2 separate regions of the Triticum aestivum genome follow, and region 2 is linked to region 1. Evidence: chromatin contacts called from public Hi-C data. All regions are on one chromosome and are shown on one strand. Each heading gives the region's core, a stretch centred on a gene start, on an enhancer-like site or on the middle of the called end of the contact. The rest is flanking DNA. Distances are from core to core; before and after follow the strand shown. Region 1 holds the start of LOC123092987 (protein transport protein Sec61 subunit alpha). Region 2 holds the start of LOC123092990 (probable mitochondrial-processing peptidase subunit beta, mitochondrial).

The links. Hi-C and Micro-C count contacts between places; a contact is called where the count stands out from the background.
Region 2: a contact with region 1 is called in a Hi-C map of leaf, with 2.9 times the contacts expected there. The contact joins the promoter of LOC123092990 here to the promoter of LOC123092987 in region 1. A contact is called at or near these places in 2 of 5 Hi-C or Micro-C datasets (leaf and an unstated tissue).

What each region holds. Positions count from the first base shown.
Region 1 is chr4B:512,831,823-512,836,212 of IWGSC CS RefSeq v2.1, forward strand. LOC123092987 (protein transport protein Sec61 subunit alpha) reads right to left here and starts at 2,577. Exons shown (of 7, transcript XM_044514860.1): 1 at 2,405-2,577; 2 at 1,145-1,492; 3 at 617-844; 4 at 177-531; 5 at 1-94. The coding sequence starts at 1,488.
Region 2 is chr4B:513,163,991-513,167,947 of IWGSC CS RefSeq v2.1, forward strand. It overlaps LOC123092990 (probable mitochondrial-processing peptidase subunit beta, mitochondrial), which reads right to left and starts at 1,888. Exons shown (of 9, transcript XM_044514863.1): 1 at 1,104-1,888. The coding sequence starts at 1,772. LOC123092991 (neurofilament heavy polypeptide) reads right to left here. Exons shown (of 8, transcript XM_044514864.1): 5 at 3,730-3,828; 6 at 3,451-3,605; 7 at 3,246-3,311; 8 at 2,530-2,984. The coding sequence ends at 2,960.

The sequences.
Region 1 (4,390 bases), core at 1,327-3,826:
CACCAACGGGGATAGAATGGCCTGAATACTCAGATTCCTTCCATATACCGAGAAGGTTAACCAAGAAGTTGCCACTGAACTTCTTGTAAAGAAGCTGCAATAGCAATAAAAACGTGTTAGCACTTTCACATACATACAGCAATTTAGAACAAAAGCACTAGAATCAAAATTAGTACCTGAGATATAAAGTAGAGGTTGGTAATCAGTGCAGAGTGCAGAATGATGGGCATATTTGATGTGTAAAACAGTTTAATTGGATATGAACCCTGCTGCCCACGGGCATTCCTTGATCTCACTGGAAGCACAACACGGAAGCCTTGGAAATAGATAACAATGAGGAAGACCAGGACAGTAGCAAGTAAGTTGGTCACGTTTGGAAGATTCTGGCGGTAGAAAGCCTCCCGTAGGGCACGGACTTTGTCAGTTCTGGTAATCAACAGATGGAACAATCCAATGACAGCCCCTTCAAATTCAGCACCACGTCCGCTGTTGATGGTTGTGGGGCTAAACGCCTTCCAGATGATATTCTCACTGTATGACAAAAGTTTACCATGAGCCAAGGAATCACAGAGCAATATTTTAATGACCGAAGAGAAATAAAACTCAGTAAGGTTACCAGATGTTGGTAGCGATGAATAGAGAGATGCCAGAACCCAAACCATATCCTTTCTGGAGAAGTTCATCCAGACAGATGACAATGATGCCAGCAAAGAAAAGCTGAAGTATAATGAGAATAGCATTCCCTGTTCCTAGTTGGCTTACACTGCCATACATTCCAGACAAGACATATGCCACAGCTTCTCCAATAGCAATCAGGATACCAAGCAACTTTTGTGCACCATTCCTGAGTAAGAAAAGGTACCATGCATAAGAAGACCAACATCGGATACAGGAAATAAGAGTGAGGAATCTTGAATTAGTTCCACTGGTTATTCCTTGAATAGATGTTAGACTTTGTACTGATCAGATTATGGAAACATAATCAATGAATAGTACTCCCTCCGTCCGGAAATACTTGTCGGACAAGTGGATGTATCTAGATGTATTTTAGTTGTAGATACATCTATTTTTAATCATTTCTCCGACAAGTATTTTGGGATGGAGGGAGTATACAACAAGGAGATTTTGCCATTTTAGTACTTACAGAAGTGCACGATCCTCTCTCACACTGTTGTCAACTTCAATGATCTTTGATCCTACCAGAAGTTGCATCACCATTCCAGATGTCACAATTGGAGTGATACCCAGCTCCATAACAGTACCACGGTTTGATGCAAGAATAGCACGCAACCAGTAGAAAGGGTCAGCTCCAGTAGTTGAATGGATGCCATAGAGCGGGAGCTGGCTGCACACTAGGAAAATGAAGAGGGAAATAACAGTGTAGATGAGTTTTTCTCTGAAAGGAATTCTCCTATCAGCACTCTGTACTTCCGGTAAGAAACCCAGAAAGGGCCTGACAAGATGCAGCACTCTAAAACCGCCAGCCATGGTCCTGTGTTGAGGAAAAGAAAAATAAATCAACATTTCTCAATGCAAACAGAAAACTGAAGTACAAAGTAATCTGGGAAACTTAATGAAACCCTCAACTTGGTAGAACTAATATAGCATCACAGGCAACAATTGATTATGATTAAGTTAAGAAGAGTCTATTTGACTGGAACACAAGTGAAGCTACCAACATTGTAACATATATTCAGGGTACGGTAAGATTAAAATTCAAGGTAAAACACAGAGTTCAGTTTAAATCATCACAGGAGTCTTGATTCAAAATGCGCAGGCAGGATCTATGTTTGCTACATCGAATAATCATAATTCTAAATCACAGATAATTGGGCGAGCGATCTGCATCATACGAGCAACCGCTTGCTAGAACCAATCTGCATGAAATAAAGCATATGATTCGCAAATATCTGAATTGTTCTCCTGTTCATCTCAGTAACGTACAGAGATGAATCACGCACCGGATAATTGGTCGGAGAAAACTAGTACTCCGTCCGTCCCAAAATAAGTGTCTCAACTCCGGTACAACTTTATACTAGGGCCGGAGGGAGTAGTAGTTAGCCACTGTAATTTTCACCAATGACAAATATGAAGGCTAACAACTCATATTGTTATGATGACTACTTAGCACGCAATGATCGTCAGCCTAGAATCCCGACGAATGAGAAAAGCCTGGATGCCAGATAAATTTAGCAAATATGGGCTCTGCAATTCTTACATACCACCGAACCAGCGGCATGTCCCGTCATGCCGCGTCCAGCACTGGCAAACAATCAAACCAATCGCCACGAAATCACAATTCTAACTAGCAACGAGCCGACGACTGAATCTGAAACTCTGAAACTGCTTGCTGGAGATCCAGGCGGGAGCGGGAGGGCGAGGAGGCATTAGCAAGCGGCCTTACCTGGCGGACGGGAGACCCGACGCCGAGGAGAGAGGAACGCTGTTCGCCGCCGCCGCCGCCGCCGCGGTTGACGAGAGGGCGTGAGACCCAAGGCCGAGGAAGGAGGGAGGGAGATGCCGAGGAACACGAGACGAGAGTGCAGGAAGAGGAGCGCGTGGGTTTTAGAGGGAGAAGCACGGGAGCAGCAGGCGGGGGGACGAGGCGGGACAGCGGGTCGTTGGCCCTCTGAGCCGTCGGATCGGGAGCCGACGCCTCGGATGGGGTCCTGTGACGTGGAGCAGGTAGTAGTGCTAACAGAAAGCTCGCTGTCGCGTCTTCCGCGAGGACAAGGGTGAGTAAAAGGCACGCTTTACGGTTGAGGGATGATGTGGCGGCCGGACCCCAGTTGTTAGGATAGAGTTTCTGCTGGACTTTGTGCTCCACGTGGCTAAGCACATTTGTCTGTACTTTTGTAACATAACAAAAAAAATGTTTGAAGTGAAAAGTAAATAACATAATGAATGAAAGATCCACTGTAGTCTTCATTAATGATAGAAGTGGGGTACATATATCCAGACGAAAGCCCAATGACGTACGCATTCTGCTCTACATGCACACGCATAAATCACTCATCTCAACCCCCTCCACAACCCAACCACAACCCCCTCCCAACCCCGCCCCCCACCCACCACACACGTGCGCACGCGCACACACACACGCCACCACTACCACCACCTCGCCACCACCGGAGGAGCATCATTCGAAGCCCGTGTCGGCCCAGGAAGATGGCGATGGGGCGCCCCGGCTAGCTCCGTCTCCAACCTCGTCCTCGTCGCCTGTCGGCTTTCGCCGGACGCTTCATGTCCTCGTCCTCCCCTTGCCCCGGGTTGCAGGGTGCGCCTGACGCCAACAAGATTCCTTCACCCCCCTCCCATGCTCCCGCGCCAGACCTGACGCTCATCAATGTCACCTGCTGATACGTCTCCGTCGTATCTACTTTTCCTAACGCTTTTCCTCTTGTTTTGGACTCTAATTTGCATGATTTGAATGAAACTAACCCGAACTGACGTTGTTTTCAGCAGAATTAACATGGTGGTGTTTCTGTGCGGAAATAAAAGTTCTCGGATTGGAACGAAACTTTGCAAGGAATTTTTATACAAATAAAGATAATTTCTGGAGCCAAGAACCACCGGAGGGGGCACCTGGGCGTGCCATGGTGGGTTGTCCCCACCTGGTGGCCCCGTAGACCCTGAAATCGACGCTATAAAATCACATATTTCCAGAAAAAATAGGAGAGAAAGAATTATTGCGTTTCACGAGATGGAGCCGCCGCCACCTCCTGTTCTCACTGGGAGGCCAGATCTGGAGTCTGTTTGGGGCTCCGGAGAGGGGGGACCTTCGATCTTCGTCATCACCAACCCTTCTTCATCGGCAATTCCATGATGCCCCCCACCGGGAGTGAGTAATTCCTTCGGAGGCTCGCTAGTCGGTGAGGAGTTGGATGAGATTCATCATGTAACCGAGTTAGTTTTGTTAGGGCTTGATCCCTAGTATCCATTATATTCTGAGATTGATGCTGCAATGACTTTGCCATGCTCAATGCTTGTCACTTTGGGCCCGGGTGCCATGATTTCAGATCTGAACCATTTATGTTATCGTCATTATATCTATGTTCTAGATCCGATCTTGCAAGTTATAGTCACCTACTACGTGTTATGATCTGGCAACCCCGGAGTGACAATAGTCGGGACACTTCCCGGTGATGACCGTAGTTTGAGGAGTTCATGTATTCACCGTGTGCTAATGCTTTGTTCCGGTTCTCTATTAAAAGGAGGCCTTAATGTCCCTTAGTTTCCGATAGGACCCCACTGTCACGAGAGGGTAGGACAAAAGATGTCATGCAAGTTCTTTCCATAAGCACGTATGACTATTTACGGAATACATGCCTACATTATATTTATGAACTGGAGCTAGTGCCATATCACCCTAGGTTATGATTGTTATATG
Region 2 (3,957 bases), core at 638-3,137, 330 kb after region 1:
GCTTGACACGACTAATAACAACTTACTGAATCCAAAATGAAGTCTGTAAATAATAGAGCCGAACATGAAACTTGTATGCTCATAAAACCCAAAGATTGAGTTAAGTTATTTCCATCCATATTAGGTACTCCCTCCGTCCCATAATATAAGAACATTTTTCAAAACTAACAAAACTTGAAAAACGTTCTTATATTATGTGACAAAGGGAGTACTTTTTTCTTTCTGAGAGAAGCATCTATTGGATGCATGATTAACCTTGCAGGTTGGTCCATTTAAACCATGGATTTTGAGTCGCTCGACTAGTCACGACTAGTCGACGACTAGTCTATTAGTCAGAAAAATATGGTCGACTCAGCTTAGTGTCGACTCGAGAGTCGCGACTAGTCACAACGCAGGCTCGACTTCTTCCGAGTCGCTGCCCCAGAGCGACTCGCATGAGTCGCGACTCGAAAACCATGATTTAAACTCATTATGGTCGAGCAACATTCTACTCTACTTGAATAATCTTCTCAGCAAATTCATAAGATTTTTTTCACAGGCATACAATATTCATTTTTGCTCCGAACTCCTAACCAGATTGATTTGGGACAGTTTGATATCAAATGCCAATGTTGCCTTCCCTTCTAAGATCTAAGTCTAAAGCAGCTTGATACAATTAGAACAATGTCACATACTAAGAAATTAGGCCTTTGATCAGTTCTTATTTTCTGTGAGGACCTATTGGGCAAATGTAAGTTCAAAAAAAATGCAAACCGTTACATGTTTTTCTTTTCTTAAATTGATATCTGTATTCGTTCCAACTAGTTTGATAGCAAATGCCCATTTTACAGCTGTCGTCTTACATATAGCAGTTCATAACAATTCCTAACACTAAGAAATCAAGTCTCTGTAAGTTAGTCCTTATCATCTCAGAGAATTCTATATGGATTGGTTAAAAACATCACAATAAACAAGAAATGCATATTAATAAACACTAGAGAAGGCATGATGCAATCAACCTAAGGTAGTTTAAGAAATTGTCCGTCAAATCACCTAAACAGATCCTTATTGCAGTGGAAAGGAGTGATTAACTCAAGCAAACATATACGCATCAGGAAACTAACCTCCTCCATCTCTCGGAGAATGACACTGCGCTCGCGTTCAATGCGGTTGTCCTCGAGCTTAGAGTCCTGCAAAATGTCCGCGAGAACATTCATGGCACGTGGCACGTCCTTGTCGAGCACCTTGGCGTAGTAGGTGGTCTGCTCCCGCGAGGTGTAGGCGTTGAGGTGGCCGCCCATGTCCTCGATCTCCTGCTCGAGCTGCCCGGCGCTGCGCGTCCCCGTGCCCTTGAACAGCATGTGCTCCACGAAATGGGCGACCCCGGCCGCCTCCTCCGTCTCGTACCTGCTCCCGGCGTCGATCCAGACACCAACGGTGGCCGTGCGCGAGGAGAGAGAGGACTCGGTGGCGACGCGCAGGCCGTTGTCGAGCGTGGTGACCTTGGTCTCCGGCGCCTCGAGGATGGCGGTGTGGTCGACGTGCGCGGGGACGGGGTTGGCGTAGCGGAGGAAGCGGGGGTCCGGGTGCTCGAGGCGGCGGACGCGCGCGTTGACAGCGTCGGCGATCCGGTCGTACGCCATCACCGGGGCGTGGACGGCGGGCGCGTCGGGGGCGATGGCGCCGGGGCCCGCGGCGACAGCCGTGGAGGCCTCGCGCGCGTTCCCGGCCGCCGCCGCCGCCGCGGCGGAGCGGCGGCGCACTGCGGCCGAGAGGAGTCGGCGGAACGCCATCGGGGAGATCTGTTGGGTGGCCTCTCCGGCGGCGGCGGAGGTGGAGATCTGGCGGTGCTAGGGTTTGTTGCGGTCGGATGGATCGGGGAGGAGGAAGAGATGGGGGGAGAAATAGAGAAGTGGCGTGGAGGGAGCCTGCCAAGTGGGGGAGAAGCGCTGGGTGCCCGTAGCTTGGCTTGCGGAGGACCCACATGTCGGTGAGGGAATGCGCTTGTTTCTAAGAAAGTGGTTGGGTGTGGGATTACTGGGTCTTCGTGGGTTGCCACTGAAATGTTCACAGCACAAGCATTTTGCATTCTAGCCCAGAGACTTGGTTTGGGCCGAATCTGACCCAGAAAAAATAAATGTATTTTTCGTTGTGTTTAAAGCGATTTTCTCTGCCTTAAAAAAAAGAATCTCGTTTTTTTTGCAACAAAAAAAGAATCTCGTTGAGCACTCGTCTCAGTCCCGCGGAGAGAGAAGTCACATTTCCCACTCTGGCTTGGTTTCAGAACTTCGTAAAATGACCATTTGCAAGATGATACGCACACATAGTTGATGCAATCGAAGAGTTTTCTGACTAATTATTAACTTCAGCGTGAAGCTCTATAAATGTCATCCCATCTCAGTTTCTAAGGGATTCGGTGTTCCTTTAGCATAACAGTTACTGTAAGCCACATGACAAGCTTGATCCATATTCCATTCCATACGCACTTCAGTTTGCCACAGAACTATTTTCAGTTCAGACATTACTGACAGTAAATTCAGCAAGAGCTACTAGTGTAAAAAATGTTCTTATATTATGGGACGGAGGGAGTAGAAAATAGAGATTTTTTTTCAAAATCCACATATATATCAACACATTGGTATTTCGGGGTTTTTGGCAATCAACTTAGGAATACAAGACCACAGAAATTCATCCTTGAATTTCCCATCTGCGGTCTCTTGTACAACAAGCTGTTTTAACCCTGGAGGTGGAGGATGCATCTGAAGCACAGAGCTATCGATATGCATAAACGCATGTACACAGAACAGAAGTTGGAGATCACCCAAGCCACAAAGACCGAGTCTCGTTGCGCATGGAGACGTTAAGAAGAAGCTAGGCACTTGAAAGAATGAGGAGCATCTAAATCATGCGTGTTGATGATGCTGCTCTGCGGCTCTTGCTAGATGCAGCTGACATTCATGTTGCTTGCGGGGCCATGTCTTCAGCTTTCCAGTGACCATGCATCGCTGTCGATAGTAACTGTCAGCCATAATTCACATAACCCAGCATGGTGAGCATGCTTTGTATAGAGAATAGAGAATAACATGACACAACATGCATTGTTTTCAATCATAACCCATGGTGAAAGATGAATTCATTGGTTGTTTAATTGTTAAAAATTATAGTGTTTGTTCAGTCACTCTTGAACTGTAAAGATGAATCCATTGGCAGTCAACTGCCACAAATTATAGTGTTTGTTCATGCAGTCTTGAACTGTAAAAACTCACCATGATAACCTTTCAGGCCGGAGATGAAAGTTTGGCTCCTTCGGAATTGTTATTGTCTTTGATGACCTTAAAAAAGCACGACAGAAAGAAATGTTAGTTACTTGTAAAGGGACAACTAGTGAAAGGTAATATCGGATCATTATTGCAACAATTAGTGAAATTGAAATATCATCTATACAAGTTTCATTAAAGAACAGGTGTTCACTTTTTGGGGATGAATGGCCGATCAAAATACGGCATTGGCTGTGCTTTAGGAACAAGCTCTTTCCTCAGCTGTCTTATCATTTCTTCCTCCTCTAACTTTTGTTGACGTTCCCGCTCCAATCTTAATTCCTCACCGAACTTGGTCTTCTCTGACACCTAAATCTCAAACAGGCATAGTTAATAGAGTGTAAAAGGCTCACACTGGTACCACTGAAATAAGACTTCAAAGTTCAAACCATGTGCGATGTACAATGTACAGTGAACTTGTAAGGAGGCTTACATATTGATCAAATTCAGCACGTTCAACTGCGCGCACATCACTATGTAGAACAAGGTCGACTGGCTCTGTTCTTTCCTTGACTGGTGGCTTAATCAAGCACTAGTGAAAATAGAGGTTCAAAGTTAAAACAATACACTTGTTAACTGAAAACTTATCAACCATCATAGTGATTCCCAAGAGAACCAGGTACAAAAGTTATGAAAATAAATTCAATAACAATCAGGAGAA